2 separate regions of the Oryza sativa genome follow, and region 1 is linked to region 2. A link is a contact called in public HiCAR-type data. All regions are on one chromosome and are shown on one strand. The core of a region is the stretch at or near the end of the contact, and the rest is flanking DNA. Distances in the headings are between cores, read along the strand shown. Region 1 holds the start of LOC4345787 (glutamate decarboxylase 1). Region 2 holds the start of LOC4345775.

Evidence for each region. HiCAR-type assays count read pairs that join an accessible place to other places.
Region 1: a HiCAR-type map of leaf shows a contact between it and region 2, with 2.0 times the contacts expected there. The contact joins the promoter of LOC4345787 here to the promoter of LOC4345775 in region 2. A contact is called at or near these places in 4 of 15 Hi-C or Micro-C datasets (leaf, panicle and an unstated tissue) and 1 of 4 datasets of contacts at active chromatin or transcription factors (leaf).

Annotation. Positions count from the first base shown.
Region 1 is chr8:23,016,590-23,023,663 of ASM3414082v1, forward strand. LOC4345787 (glutamate decarboxylase 1) reads right to left here and starts at 5,797. Exons shown (of 7, transcript XM_015794637.3): 1 at 5,517-5,797; 2 at 4,906-5,110; 3 at 3,497-3,697; 4 at 3,190-3,404; 5 at 2,641-2,894; 6 at 2,504-2,556; 7 at 1,564-2,262. The coding sequence starts at 5,614. The coding sequence ends at 1,783. It overlaps LOC4345786 (cytochrome P450 76M5-like), which reads left to right. Exons shown (of 1, transcript XM_015794639.3): 1 at 1-584. The coding sequence ends at 417.
Region 2 is chr8:22,852,366-22,858,817 of ASM3414082v1, forward strand. LOC4345775 reads right to left here and starts at 3,266. Exons shown (of 1, transcript XM_015793228.2): 1 at 2,077-3,266. The coding sequence starts at 3,168. The coding sequence ends at 2,242.

The DNA.
Region 1 (7,074 bases), core at 4,547-7,046, 170 kb after region 2:
GCGCCGCTGCTGTTGCCCCACCGGGCGGTGGAGGACGGCGTGGAGGTCGGCGGCTACTGCGTGCCGAAGGGCTCGATGGTGATCTTCAACGTGTGGGCGATAATGCGCGACCCGGCGGCGTGGGAGAGGCCGGAGGAGTTCATGCCGGAGCGGTTCATCCGCCGGGGAGATGATGACGAGGTGGATTTCTGGGGGAAGACGTTCGAGTTCATCCCGTTCGGGTCCGGCCGGAGGGTGTGCGCCGGCCTGCCGATGGCGGAACGTGTCGTGCCGTTCATGCTGGCGTCGCTGCTGCGCGCGTTCGAGTGGCGACTCCCCGACGGCGTGTCGGCCGAGGAGTTGGACATGCGCCACAGGTTTACCATTGCCAACTTCCGTGCCATCCCTCTCAAGGCCGTGCCCGTTGTGGTCAGCTAGTTGCTCTCTTTCACTGCATCAATGGTGAATTGTGGCGCGTACGTCTCTCCATTTGGCCCACATATGTCAAGTTGGATATTATAATTGAAGCTAGTGGTGTAAGTTGTTCAATTTAACATTATCGTAATGATAAAGATTTTAATGATAAATAATTATCTAAATCTATACATATTATCTTCATATCTTCCTATTGGTTCAACTTTTAGTCTACGATGCTATCATAGGAGTAGCAGGATGCTATACGCAATGGTGCTATATTATTTGAATCGGTAGCTAAGGGTCTCTTATTCCACTATAGGTGATATAGTTTTATTAGAATTGCTAGCTAAAAAATCTACTCCCTCCGTACTAAAATATAAGCGTTTTTAGACTCTGACACGGTCTCCGAGATGTTACTTTGACTAACGATATCTATAAAAATAAAATGTTTTAAATAAAAAGAGTCGCGTATTATAATACTTTGTTAGTAATATCATTTTTACATGGTTGATTTTTTTTATATTTTTGCTATTAATAGTTAAAGTTTAAAATGTTTGACTTGTCACTATACTAAAATTGTTTATATTTTAGGATAGAGGAAGTATGTGGTTTAATGCTCAATATTAAAGGGGAGTCGGAGATTTTTCCCATCACCCTTTTTCTCACTTTGATCTTACCTTTTTTTTAATAAACTTATGGCTCTGTGCCATCACCCTTTTTCTCATTTTAATTTATTTTTATCTTACCCTTTTTTAGCCATACACCCTTTTTCTCACTTTGATCTTACCTTTTTTTTTAATAAACTTATGGCTCTGTGCCATCACCCTTTTTCTCATTTTAATTTATTTTTATCTTACCCTTTTTTAGCCAAACTTATGGCTCTGTGTCTTTTCTCATTTTGATTTATTTTTATCTTACCCTTTTTTTAACAAACTTATGGCTCTGTGTGTCTTTTCTCATTTTGATTTATTTTTATCTTACCCTTTTTTTAACAAACTTATAGCTCTGTGTCTCATGATAGAAGCTGGAAATGTAATCCATTTCTATTATTAAAAGATGGTATGTCAAGTTGAATCGATTGGTTATTTCGTCCTAAATAATAATAAAACTTTGCCCATAATTATAGAGATTAAAAAGAGGAGGAAGGAGATTGGCAAGCCCCAGGTGTACATGGAAAAGTTGAAAACAAACCACCAAATAGCTGAAGTCCATGGTACGTAGATGGCTTACAACCATACAAAGGCCACACATTTTTCTACATCAACAGTTCAACATAAGAACAAGGGCAGCCATGTCCGTACACCGCCAGTCAGTCCCATCCGATCCGGCCATCCCATGCACAAATCGAGCATGCCACGTTATTCAAGCATTTCTCACAGAGCCACACTAGCAGATTCCGGTCTGCTTCTTCTTCACCTGGTCCCTCCAGTACGCGAAGATCTCCCTCTCGGTCTCCAGGACGCTCTTCTTGGTGACCACGCCATCGTCGCCCGATTGCTGCTTCGCGATGGCGCTGGAGATCTTCAGCACCTGGGCCGAATGGGCGTCCAGCTCGTGCAGGATCTTGACGATGTCCGAGACGAGCCGCTCGGCGAGGCTCCGGCTGAAGTCCTCCCTGATGACGACGCGGAGGACGGCGACGTGCTCGGCGTTGGCCGGCATGGTGTACGCCGGCACGATCCAGCCGAACCTCCTCAGGTGCTCGGAGATGTCGAACACGGTGTACCTGCCGCTGTCCTTGAGCGAGAACGCCACCAAGGGCACACCGGCCTCCTTGGAGAGGATTTCGAATCGACCAGTCGCCTCTATGCCTTCCCTTAGTATTGCTGTGTTCTCCATGCAATTCTGCATGATGTTCTTGTATCCCTGCAGAAAGAAACCAAAATAGTTCTAAATGGCCAGAAACTCTCTTTTTTATGTGAGGAAGAGCGTTTATATGAGCGCCTGCGTGGATACTATCTGGTTTCTGAAGTCACAACAACCATGTTTGTTGTTCTTGTCAAAAACCTGTCCCAATCTTAATAAACTGGCAGCGGGTCCTTGCCGCCGGCTCGGCAAAGAAAATGTTCTGCAGTTTCCATGAGGGATATGAAGAAAAGTAAAGTACCTCGAATCCCAGGCGTATTAGTTGATAGTACTGTGCGATTATCTGGCTGGAACCTACACAATATTGCCTTGAACTTGGTTTGTTGAAATACAAAAGAATTAAAGTTTGGTGATGAAACTACAAGAAAATGTATGTACCTTTGGAGAAGTTCAGAGTGAACGTCGGCTGGTCTGTCCCCAGATAGTTTATATGGAAAATGAGTTCTTCAGGCAAATCCTCTTTGCTTCGCCAAATGACCCAACCAACACCTGGATACACAAGGCCATACTTGTGCCCACTGACATTGATGCTCTTCACCAGTGGTAGCCTGAAGTCCCATTCAAGCTCAGGGTATAGAAAAGGTGCTATAAATCCTCCACTTGCTGCATCAACATGAATTGGCACATCCCACCTGCATGTTTTGTGTAACAGATTAACTACCTTGCAAGAAGTGTGGCCAATTTATGTAAGATGAGTTGCAAATAAAAAATTTGTATACATTTTTGTTTTCTTTTGGCACACACAGCTGAGCATAAAAACAAGTAATGAGGGATTGACAAAAGAATAGTTAAGTAATCTGGTCACAACAGGTTACCAGTTTTCCTGGTCATACCGATCGACCTCCAGAGACAACCTAAAGCATGCATATTGCTAGCTGTTGCATTGCGCAGATAGTTGATTGACTAAAGAACAGATAAAATGCATACCCAGTTTCCTTATTCTTTTCTGTTAGGAGATTATTCAATAACTTAACATCCTCAAACTCTCCAGTGAGAGTAGAGCCCAAGATGGCCGCAACGCATATAGTGTTCTCATCCACCATTTCAACAGCCTTTACAGGATCCATGACATAGTATCCTTCACTGAGCTTAACCTCCTTCAGTTCTACTTCAAAATATCTGGCAAATTTCTCCCAGCAAACCTAGGAACACGGGGAATCACCACAGGCCTTTTTCTTAGATAACTATAATGGCTAAGATAAAAACACTTCACATGACAATGAAACAAAAATACCTGAACATTAGCACCAGTAACAATGTTGGGTTTGTCACATGGCTTCCCCTGTTCCTTCCGTTTGTTTTGCCACTTCCTCTTGAATGCCAGTCCTGCAAGCATAATTGCTTCTGAGGATCCCACCGTCCCAACTCCAATAGCTGTTTCATCCTCCTTGATTGGTGCATTGAACAGGTGAGCTATCATATTCACACAACGGTTCTGCAAAAGTACATGCAAGTAGTCAGCAAACAATAGTTAGATGTAGCTATTATTCTTTTTTTCTGAATGAATATGTCATTAGCTTGACTAAAAAATGACTAAATCAAGACTGTGTGTTAACAAAAAAAGCTGAAACATGATAAAAAAAAGCCCTGGTAAAAATCAATAAATAGCCAGTAAGTTAACTTTCCAAATAATACAAATGTACAGTGAGAAGAGAGCAGTAGAACTTTATTTGAATGTGGTTTCAGTTTCAACTTAAAAAGAAATTACAGCAAAAAATGTGATACCTCTTAGTATCTCCCTTTCCCTTTAAGAACAGCAAAAAAAAAATCTCACAAAACAAAGGTTTGATAAAATGCCATTGTTATCCGTATGTAGCAGTACTCTCTAACATCAAATGGCAGTTCCATAAAGATGAATCTGAATTTCCAATTCCCTGCTGGCATGGTTGGAGTCATTTTGAATACAAGGTGAATGGTAAAACTTCCCCTTTTCTACATTCAGTAAACAAAAATGTTCTTTCTAGAACATATTCAGTAAAAATGTTGTGATCAGCAACAAGCTGAAAACTGTCCAGGATTGTTGGTTATGGACCCAGAAAAGTCCAATCACATCAAAAAGTATGATGTGTCATAACTTGTCCATAACCTAATTATGATCAGCTATCAACTGCCCAAATAACAGGTGTTAGGATCCTTATCCTTCCATCCTTGCGAAGTGGAGTACTAGAGCTGTACTAATTAGTTCCACAAAATTAATTATTCCTTAAGACTAGAGCTGAACTAAACAGAGGAATTCAATCAACTATGCTGGTGCGCGAATCTCAAAGCAAATCTCACAACGGGAGTACGTAACATTACTTGTGTTGAAACAGGATTCCCCCCATATATATGTTCTCCCTCCGGGTTGATAATACTTGTCGTTTTGGACAAGGGCACGGTCTCCAAAAAAAACAACTTTAACTATTATTTTTTATTATAATATGTATAAAATTGTTAGCAAATATATGATCTTATTAAAATAATTTTTAAGACTAATCTATACATATAGTCACCATAATAGTCACCATATTTAAAAGACAAATATTTTAAAAATGATTTATAATCAAAGATTCTAAAGTTTGACTTCACCCTTGTCCAAAAGGGCAAGTATTATCAGCCCGGAGAACAAAATAGAAGAAAGATCCCATGTGGTTTAATTCCGACCTGGAGCTCCGTGGTGACAGGGTACTCGTCCATGTCGACGTAGTTCTTGTTAACGGAGTCCATGATGAGCTTGTCGCACTCGGGCTCCATCCACGTGGTGACGAAGGACGCCAGGTTCAGCCGCGGGTTCCCGTCCAGCATCAGCTCGTCGTTGATGATCTGGTACGCCGCCTCCCTCGGGATCGACTGCTCCGGCATCCTGAACCTGCACACTCAACAACGAAGCAATCGATCGATCAGCACAGCCCCGCGCGGCGCCCAAATTGGCCAAAACCCAACCGAGAGATCGGAGCATGCAGCCAGCACCGCGGCAGCGTCTCGCAGGCGTAGCGCGTCGCGAAGGTGCAGCGCACGGCGTCGTCCCGGCCGGAGCTCGCGTGCGAGAGCACCATGGCGCCCGCCGGCTTGCTAGCTGCTCGATCCTCTTCTCTCTCGATCACAGACTCTCTCTACTGCCTAGCAAGGGAAACTCGGTAGGCGCGGTGGAACCAATCGAAGTGGATTGGCTAGCAGTGTGGCAACCGTACTACTAATAGTGGAAGATTAGAAGTGACAACAACTGATGTCTGCTGAGATGAAACGACGTGGTGGTGGTGGTGCTAAGTACTAACCGCGGGAGCGGGTCGCGGACGTAGCGGGAGGCGAAGAAGGTGGAGTACTGCACCGGCTGGGCCGTGTCCGAGTCGGTCGCGGCCACGCTCACCACCATCGCTGTTGCGGGCGGTTCACCGGGACAGCGACGCCGGCCGCGCGCGGGACGCGGACGAGGGAATCGAGTTCTTCGCGACGCTGCTTCTGGTGGTGGTGGTGGTGTGAGGTGTGCGTGTGACGCCGCGAGTGGCGAGTGGGAGACAACTCGGGGCCCGGGCGCGACGGGGACGTGGGCTTCTTCGGATGCCGTGTGGTGGTGTGGCCGCTTTGTTTAGTGAGGCGTTGCGACACGTTGGCGAGGCACGCGTCGGCACGGCGAGGCGCCCGCGCTCCGAGTTGTCCCGGTGTCGGGGCTGCGTTTGTTTCTCCAATAAGAGGTGATGAAATTTCGTATATCCGTGGCACACTCTTCAAACTGCTAAACGGTATATTTCGTGTGAATGAAAGTTACTCTAAAATATAAGATTAATTTATTTTTTAAATTTATAATAATTAAAACTTAATTAATCATGTGGAACAATCAATCTTTATCTTCGTGTTCATCCTCAGGAGATTCAGCACCACCTTTATCGAGTGGAGGAATTCCCAGGCGCGATCGATCCGATGGTGCATGTCAGTTTCGCTTTCGCGAGCTTTATTATATATGGAGTTCGCGATGATGTAGCCAAGTCGATCAAAGTTCTGGAGGAAAATATATGATGGTTACAAAGAGAATCGCCACCCGGCCCGCTTGTTCGAGAAGGCAGGCGCCATCGATCGTCCATCCGATTAATCAATCAGGCAGATATATGTCACTGCTTTTGGCGACGTCGTGTGTTTGAGAAGAATGAGACGTAAAACGAGATGAGCCATTAACGTATGATTAATTAAGTATTAACTATTTTAAACTTTAAAAATAGATTAATATGATTTTTTAAAGCAACTTTCCTATAGAAATTTTTTGCAAAAAACACACCGTTTAGTAGTTCGGAAACGTGCGCGTGGAAAATGAAATAAACTCACTCGCTTTGTTCTCCAAACGAACACAGCCGTAGCCGATCTTGCTGTCTCTGTAGTTGGTGTAAATGGTGCCAATCGCTGCCTTCGGTGGCCTCAGGAACAATGTGTCGGCAGCTTTGCTCTGATGTAAAAACGGATTGTCTGTGGCTATGGAGCTAGTCGGCTGCCATGATGCTACAGTGCTGCACCCAGAAGGAATAATTACGTAGCCAATCCTTTATGAAGCAGCAACCTGTAGTGAAAAACTACCCTCGAGTAGATGTGCACCCGTTATTAGTAACTAAATGGTTATGAAAATATTTAAATTATTGTTAATAAAATAGATTAATATGTAATATATCACTTCACAAAAATACAAATTCAAATTCAACTTTTGTAAGTTGTAACAAAAATAATAAATTTAATTGTGAATATGTGTATACTAGTTACAATTTAATTTATTATTTTTTGATACAACTTATAAAAGTCGAATTCGAACTTGCATATTTGTGGAGTGATATATTATATATTAATTTATTT
Region 2 (6,452 bases), core at 2,016-4,515:
TCATCTAATAGCAATAAAAATACTAATCATAAAAATTTTTCAAATAAAACGAACGGTCAAACGTTGAACGTGAATAGTGCAAAACTGCACTTATTTGGGACGGAGGGAGTATATCACTACATAAACATGTAAGTTCAAATTTAACTTTTACAAGTTGTAACAAAAATAACAAAATATAATTGCAAATGTACATTAACTGGTTTCAGTTTAATTTGTTCCTTTTTTTTACGACGTATAGAAGTTGAATTTAACGTTGCATATTTGTGGAGTGGTATATATCGTATTAATCTATTTTATCAAAAAGTTCACTTTTTTTAGATTACTTAGGTGGCATGTAGAAACGAGGGATGTCCTTTCGAGAGATGAAAATACATTATATGCATTTCCTGTGCATGGCTTATATGCTTATGGAGTGACTGATGGCATCTCAATATACATCTACAAATATTTTTTAAGCTTTTTATTATTATTTTGGATATAATGTATGAAACATATGTCTCTACGCGAAACCTCCCCTCATAGCAGCGCTAGGGCAAGTAGCGGAAAAGAGGGAGTCGGCATGGGGCGGCAAGTTGTGGTTGGCCGGAAGCGATGGTGTCGGCTGGTCGGCCTCGCCAAGTCTAGATCCAGACATTCTTGGCTGGATCTGGCAAGGGAGAGGTCTCCCTCAAGAGCAGGGAGTGGTCGTGGCTTAGGCGGGAGTTGGATCAGTGATGGTTGATGATGTAGGCGTAGGAGGTGTGGCACTAGTGTTGCAGTGCCGGGGTAGTTGGCATCGACTAGAGTGGCCGACGAAGAGGTTGGCTAGTGAGGCCACTTGTTAAGGAGGTGGTTTTTGGAGCGGGAGAAGCTAGTTGGTTTCCTATTAGTTGAAAGGCCGTGGGACACAGCGAACATCATCACAGATGGCAACCCTGTGAACAGCGAAATGGTCTCATTCAATCGACTGGACCTCCTCACTTTCCCCGAGCTCCTCGCCCTCTAATGATCGATCTGCTTCCAGCTTTCAGTCGTGGGGAGCTTCATGGCAATAGTAGAGGCTTTGGTTTGGTGGATGGACTCTGTTAGGCAGAAGACGAGCAACCCTCGGAACCAACAACGCTGTCAAGAAACTTATTATAGGAGGTGTTTGAGATGGTGGAGTTGCGGTGCACGATGCCACCTTGGTACAACAACAAGACGGTGTGATGGTTGGAGTCAGAGCTGATTGGTTGATGTGGCAAGCTCAGCAAATAACCTAAACTGAAATTCGCTCCTATAAAGATTTAAACTCAGGATCTTAGGGTAGTACTCATGTCACTGCAACCACTAGGCTACATGGCCTTTCACGGTAATTTTGTACATATGCTTGAATTGTTGGAGGCAGAACACGTGTACTCCGAGTATCGGATTTTCAATCCATAATATTTTGGCTATGTAGCACCTAGTTGATTCATCTAAATCACAGCTTAGCTAGCATATATTCTTCAGATAGACCTAAGCAATCTAACCATGCACGCAGGAATCGCGCGCTCGCTCGAAAGTAAACGTCTAGATCAATCCAGGAACTCTTCTTTAAGTTAATCTAAGGAGAGATTTAGATGAGGACGCTAACACTTTCCAAAAAGCCCTAGCTAGTTACGAGTAATTTTTTCGATAGGTCTCTAGCTAGTTAATCCCGTGGAACAAGATTCTGTGTGCTTCTCAGCAGAGAGACCGCGGTTTTGCTCACCATTTCCCGTTTTCCCCTGATCAACAGCTGCCTTTTCTGAATAAGAGCTTCTGCAGGCAACTGGTAGGCGTTTCCAACTTGTCCGATCTAAAAACCAATGGTTAGCATCAGCAGCAGTGGTAGTAGTAAGACTGTATGACTGCTGCAGTGCCAGATGTACCAGAGAAACACAATAATACAAACTATTGTGCTTCAGTTTTTACAGTTTAAGATCTCCTTAGGAATGAAGAATTTTTTTTGTTGCAATTTAACTAGTTATTCGGCTCCTTTAGAATCCATGTATTTGCAGGAATTTCACGTAAATTAGCCCGATTCGATCCTGCGAAAATCCTCTAAAATTCCTCCATTCAAAGTAAGCCGGGAGAGATAAAAATGGCCATACACCCAAATTTATTGCAGAGTACATTACAAAAGGCCCAAGTGACAAATGGCACTGAATCTGGAGGCCCAACAAAACCTCGGCCCAGTTTTCTGCCATCCACCAGTGCAAACAAAGTGTTTGCTGCCGCCACGCGACATCTCCTCCCTTTCTACACGTTGTCTGACACGGGGAACACGCGTTTCTGCGACTGCGTCGCGTCCCCGTCGCCGGCGAGGGCACCGACGTCGCCGCCGCTAGGCGCCTGAATCTGCCTGTACTCCATGCTCCGGGATCCACCCACCCTGAGGCACAGGTACGCCGTCACGGCCCACACGCCGGCGAGCACCCAGCTGAACTGCAGGTTCGCCATCACCACCGCCCTCCGCGCCGCCTCGTCCGTCGGGCACGCCACCGCGCTCCGCATGGCGCCGCCGCCGGCCTCCGCGCCGTGGCAACCCCTCGGCACGAGGGCAGGGACCCACAGCGCGAAGCCCATGACGATGAACCACAGGCCCTGGAACAGCACCGACGCCGACCGGACCACCGCGACGGCGAAGCTCCTCGGGAGGACGACGGTGGCGGAGGTGGAGACCAGCGAAGCGGTGACCACGAGCTGGAGCAGCCAGTGGTAGTGCCCCTCGAGCCCCGCGTGGTCGGCGGAGTGGAACCTGAGCAGGAACAGCTCCTGGCCGAACACCGACGCGGCGAGCGCGGCCACCACTTCCCCGAGCTGCGCCTGCGCGCCGCCGTGGTGGGAGGACGACGCAGCGACACCGTCGGCGGCGAGCGCCACGGACGCGTACACGGCGAGGTGGAGGTACATGGTGGCGTGCTCGAGGGCGTCCGGCTGGATAGTGAACGAGAGCAGTGGGAAGTCGACGAGCTGGTCGACGATGGCGAGCACGGAGAAGGAGAGGAGGAGGTAGAGCTCCAGGTGCTTCAGGCCGGGCACCGGCGACGGGAAGGGGAACCACGCGGCGGCGCGGAAGCCGGAGGCGCCCTTGAGCTTGTACGCCCTGACGGTGTTCAGCGCGTGCCACAAGCCGAGGATGGCGAAGGCGAGGCCTGGGACGAAGTGGCCAAGGAACGTGCCCATGGCTGACGGCCTCGTCGCCGGCACGCTGCTAGCTTGTGCGCGCGCGTCCTCGTCGGCGCCGGCGTCGAGGTCAGGCAGCGTGCACTGATGCTGTTCAGTGACTTAAATAGGTGTGTGGATCAGCTGCAACGGTTGTCGCCAACACTGTGCGTGGTGGCGGCAAAAGCATGCATACGTGTTTGAAGTTTGGACTCCACTTCAGGTTCTCCTTTTTCTTTTTTTGAAAGATCACTATCCATTTCAAGATTACTAGTAAAGACTTAAAGTTAGTGGTTTCTTGCATGGAAAAGAGCTGCATGAATTAAAACTGCTCGTTAATAAACATTTGTTGACAAGAATTTACTAATTAATCACACATTCTTTTGAAAGCTAGCAACACTGAGCGAATGGGTTTGAAGATTCGGAAACAATTTTTAACCATCTGAAGTTTACAAATACTTCTAACATTTCGTGTTTTTTTTTTCGTGTGCGACCATTCTAGCTCTCAAGACCTCACTCTCTTTATGTTTCAAAATATTGCAGTATTTTGAAACCTTGTAGTATCTGCTATGTCAAAATATTTCAGGATGTGGAGTCGTTTATAAACGAAAATTCAGATAGTGTGCCTCTTCAGTCTCTCTTTTAGTTTTTGATATGCCACTTGAAAGAGGAACATTCTCCATGACTCTATGAGATGGGAAGAGTCCACTCGGACCGGCACATAGAAATCACTAATGCTTTAACCACTTCACCTAATCAAATTACATAATCTTGGAATGTGCACATCTCACTTATGTTGCAGGAATTAACAAGAGGCAGAGAGAGGCAGAGTCCCTATACTATAAGCCATTGAGCTGTGCTACCAATGTGCTTCTTAATTATTAGTGCTTGGACCTAATATTGCTGGGAGCCTCGAGTAACTGCATGCGCACTACCTAGTCAATGGTAGTGCTGGCTGCGTTCGATGCCATTTGTGAGAACTGTTGATTGATCAGTCATCGCAGTAATTAACGTTCTCCTGAAGTAGCAGAAAAACAGAAAGCAGGTTCAACTTTTTTGGTATTCCTTTTTATAGAACTTTTCCTTTGGTAAACTTTAGTTGGGCTCCACTGAAATTTGTTTGTTCTGTTATGTGGATGCCATGCATTCTCTGTTACAAATTAGGTATTCATGGTTAATTCAAGAAATCAGGTTTATTGTTCACTTTAGCCTCGTTCGATCTCTCTTTTAAAATAATGCATCTCATTGTTTACTACTCCCTCCGTATTTTTATATATAACGTCGTTGACTTTTTAACCAACGTTTGACCATTTGTTTTATTCATTTTTTTGCACAAATATGAAAATATTTATGTCATGCTTAAAGAATATTTGATGATGAATCAAATCACAATAAAATAAATGATAATTATATAACTTTTTTTAATAAGACGAATGGTCAAACGTTAGATAAAAAGTCAACGGCGTCATACATTAAAATATGGAGATAGTATTAGATATGATAACCGCGCGTTATTTTGGGATAACTATGTACATATAAATGGCTTTAAAAAGTTGTGAGAAGGGGCGTACAAAAGACATTTAGAAGACTTGAACTCTTTTTTTTTTAACGGAAAACAGCACATGTGTGCCTTTTTCATTGAATAGAGCAGGAAAAAAATACAACCCCTAAGGGTAAAGAAAGGGAAGTATGAGCTATACACTATATATAGTGCGGGACTAGATCACGCAATCTTTTAGCTCCCGCTAGAACCCAAAGACTAGCCTCCTCCTTGATTCTTGATTAGAGAAGCCTGTTGCTGCCTCTTTGTGGTCGAAGATCCGTCTGTTCCTCTCCTTCCAGATTTTCCAGACGACTAGCAGTATGAGGGATCGAAGGCCCTTTTTTGGGACGCCGCGTGTATTTGCTAAACTCTCCCACCAATATTGAACTGACCGTGCTTCCTCCCACTCAGTCGGCTCCTATTGTTGATAACCCGTCCAAATAGCAACTAGGCTCCAGATTCTACCTAGTTGAACTCTTCAGTGCAAGGCTAGAGAGATTAATAGTCTTCCTCTTCCAACTAAAATACATGCAAGCATTTAATCACCTGTGTTGGAGTATATATTCAGGTACTACCTCCGTCCCAAAATATAATAATTTTTAGCTATAAATCTAAACACATAGGTAGATTCATAGCTAAAAATAATTACATTTTGGGACGGAGGGAGTATTTGGAAAGGTCAGTGGAGATCATGAGATAGTCACGAAATTCGTTGCTACTACCCAAGGAGGACTTGTTCTTAATGTCGACAGTAATCACCCAACACTTGTCATCATATCCAGGTCTGTCCAGTATGAAGTGGAGAACGTCGGCCTCGTGCATGCTGAAGACCGGGAACGTCGGCGTAATCCGTGGCAGAGGTGATCCCTGGTAGCTTGGGAGAGACCAGAACTCCTCCTCGAGCTGGAGCGTGCCATCCACCTCCCACTCGAACAACGGCAGCTTCAGAGTGTCCACGTCGTGATGCTGCAACCGGGTTTTTGGGGAATACGCAAGAAGCATATTTTTTTCTATTAAGAGAAATAAAAGTTATTTACAATGTGATATAAAAAATAAGCACGGGACCGATACTGGAAGCTAGGGATCTAATGGGGATATCTCGCGCTAGATTTGGCTACCACGACCTCGCAGAGGTAAAACAGAAGGGACCCCTGCATTAACCGACTTCTAAAGTACGGCTACAACCGGGTGATCGCTCGGTGGATCGGAAGCAGCCGTCGTCAACGTCGACGAACTTTAGACAGCCTCCTACAAACGGAGGCAATTTTGTACTCTCTCTGTCCCATAAAAAAATAACCTAGTACCGGATGTGACACATTCTAGTACTATGATTTTGGACATACATCTGTCTAGCCTAACCCCGTCGAACCACATCTCAATGCCAGAGAAAGGGAGGAATACAAGCTCAAGCTCCGCATTGACGCATCATCATCGTCATCATCGTCAGTAGCTAACATTTTGCAGTACATGATGCCACGGTGGTAGTTGGGCGACCCAGTCGGTGAGAGGCGGCAGAGCCCGTATCCATGGCTAGTCGGCGTCGGGCTTGTAGACGAAGAAGTCGTCCAAGAGGGAAGTAGCAGTTGGGCGTTCGTTCGGGGCTGACGATCGTGTGGACGAGGAGGTCGCCGTCTGCAGTCACCAGGGAGGGCTGGTGGCGCCACACCATGCTATAGGCTCCGGTGTCATCGGTGTAGAACTGGACGCAGGAGGAAGCTGGCGGTGCGGCGAGCCGGAGGGAGACAAGGATGTCTCGGTCGTT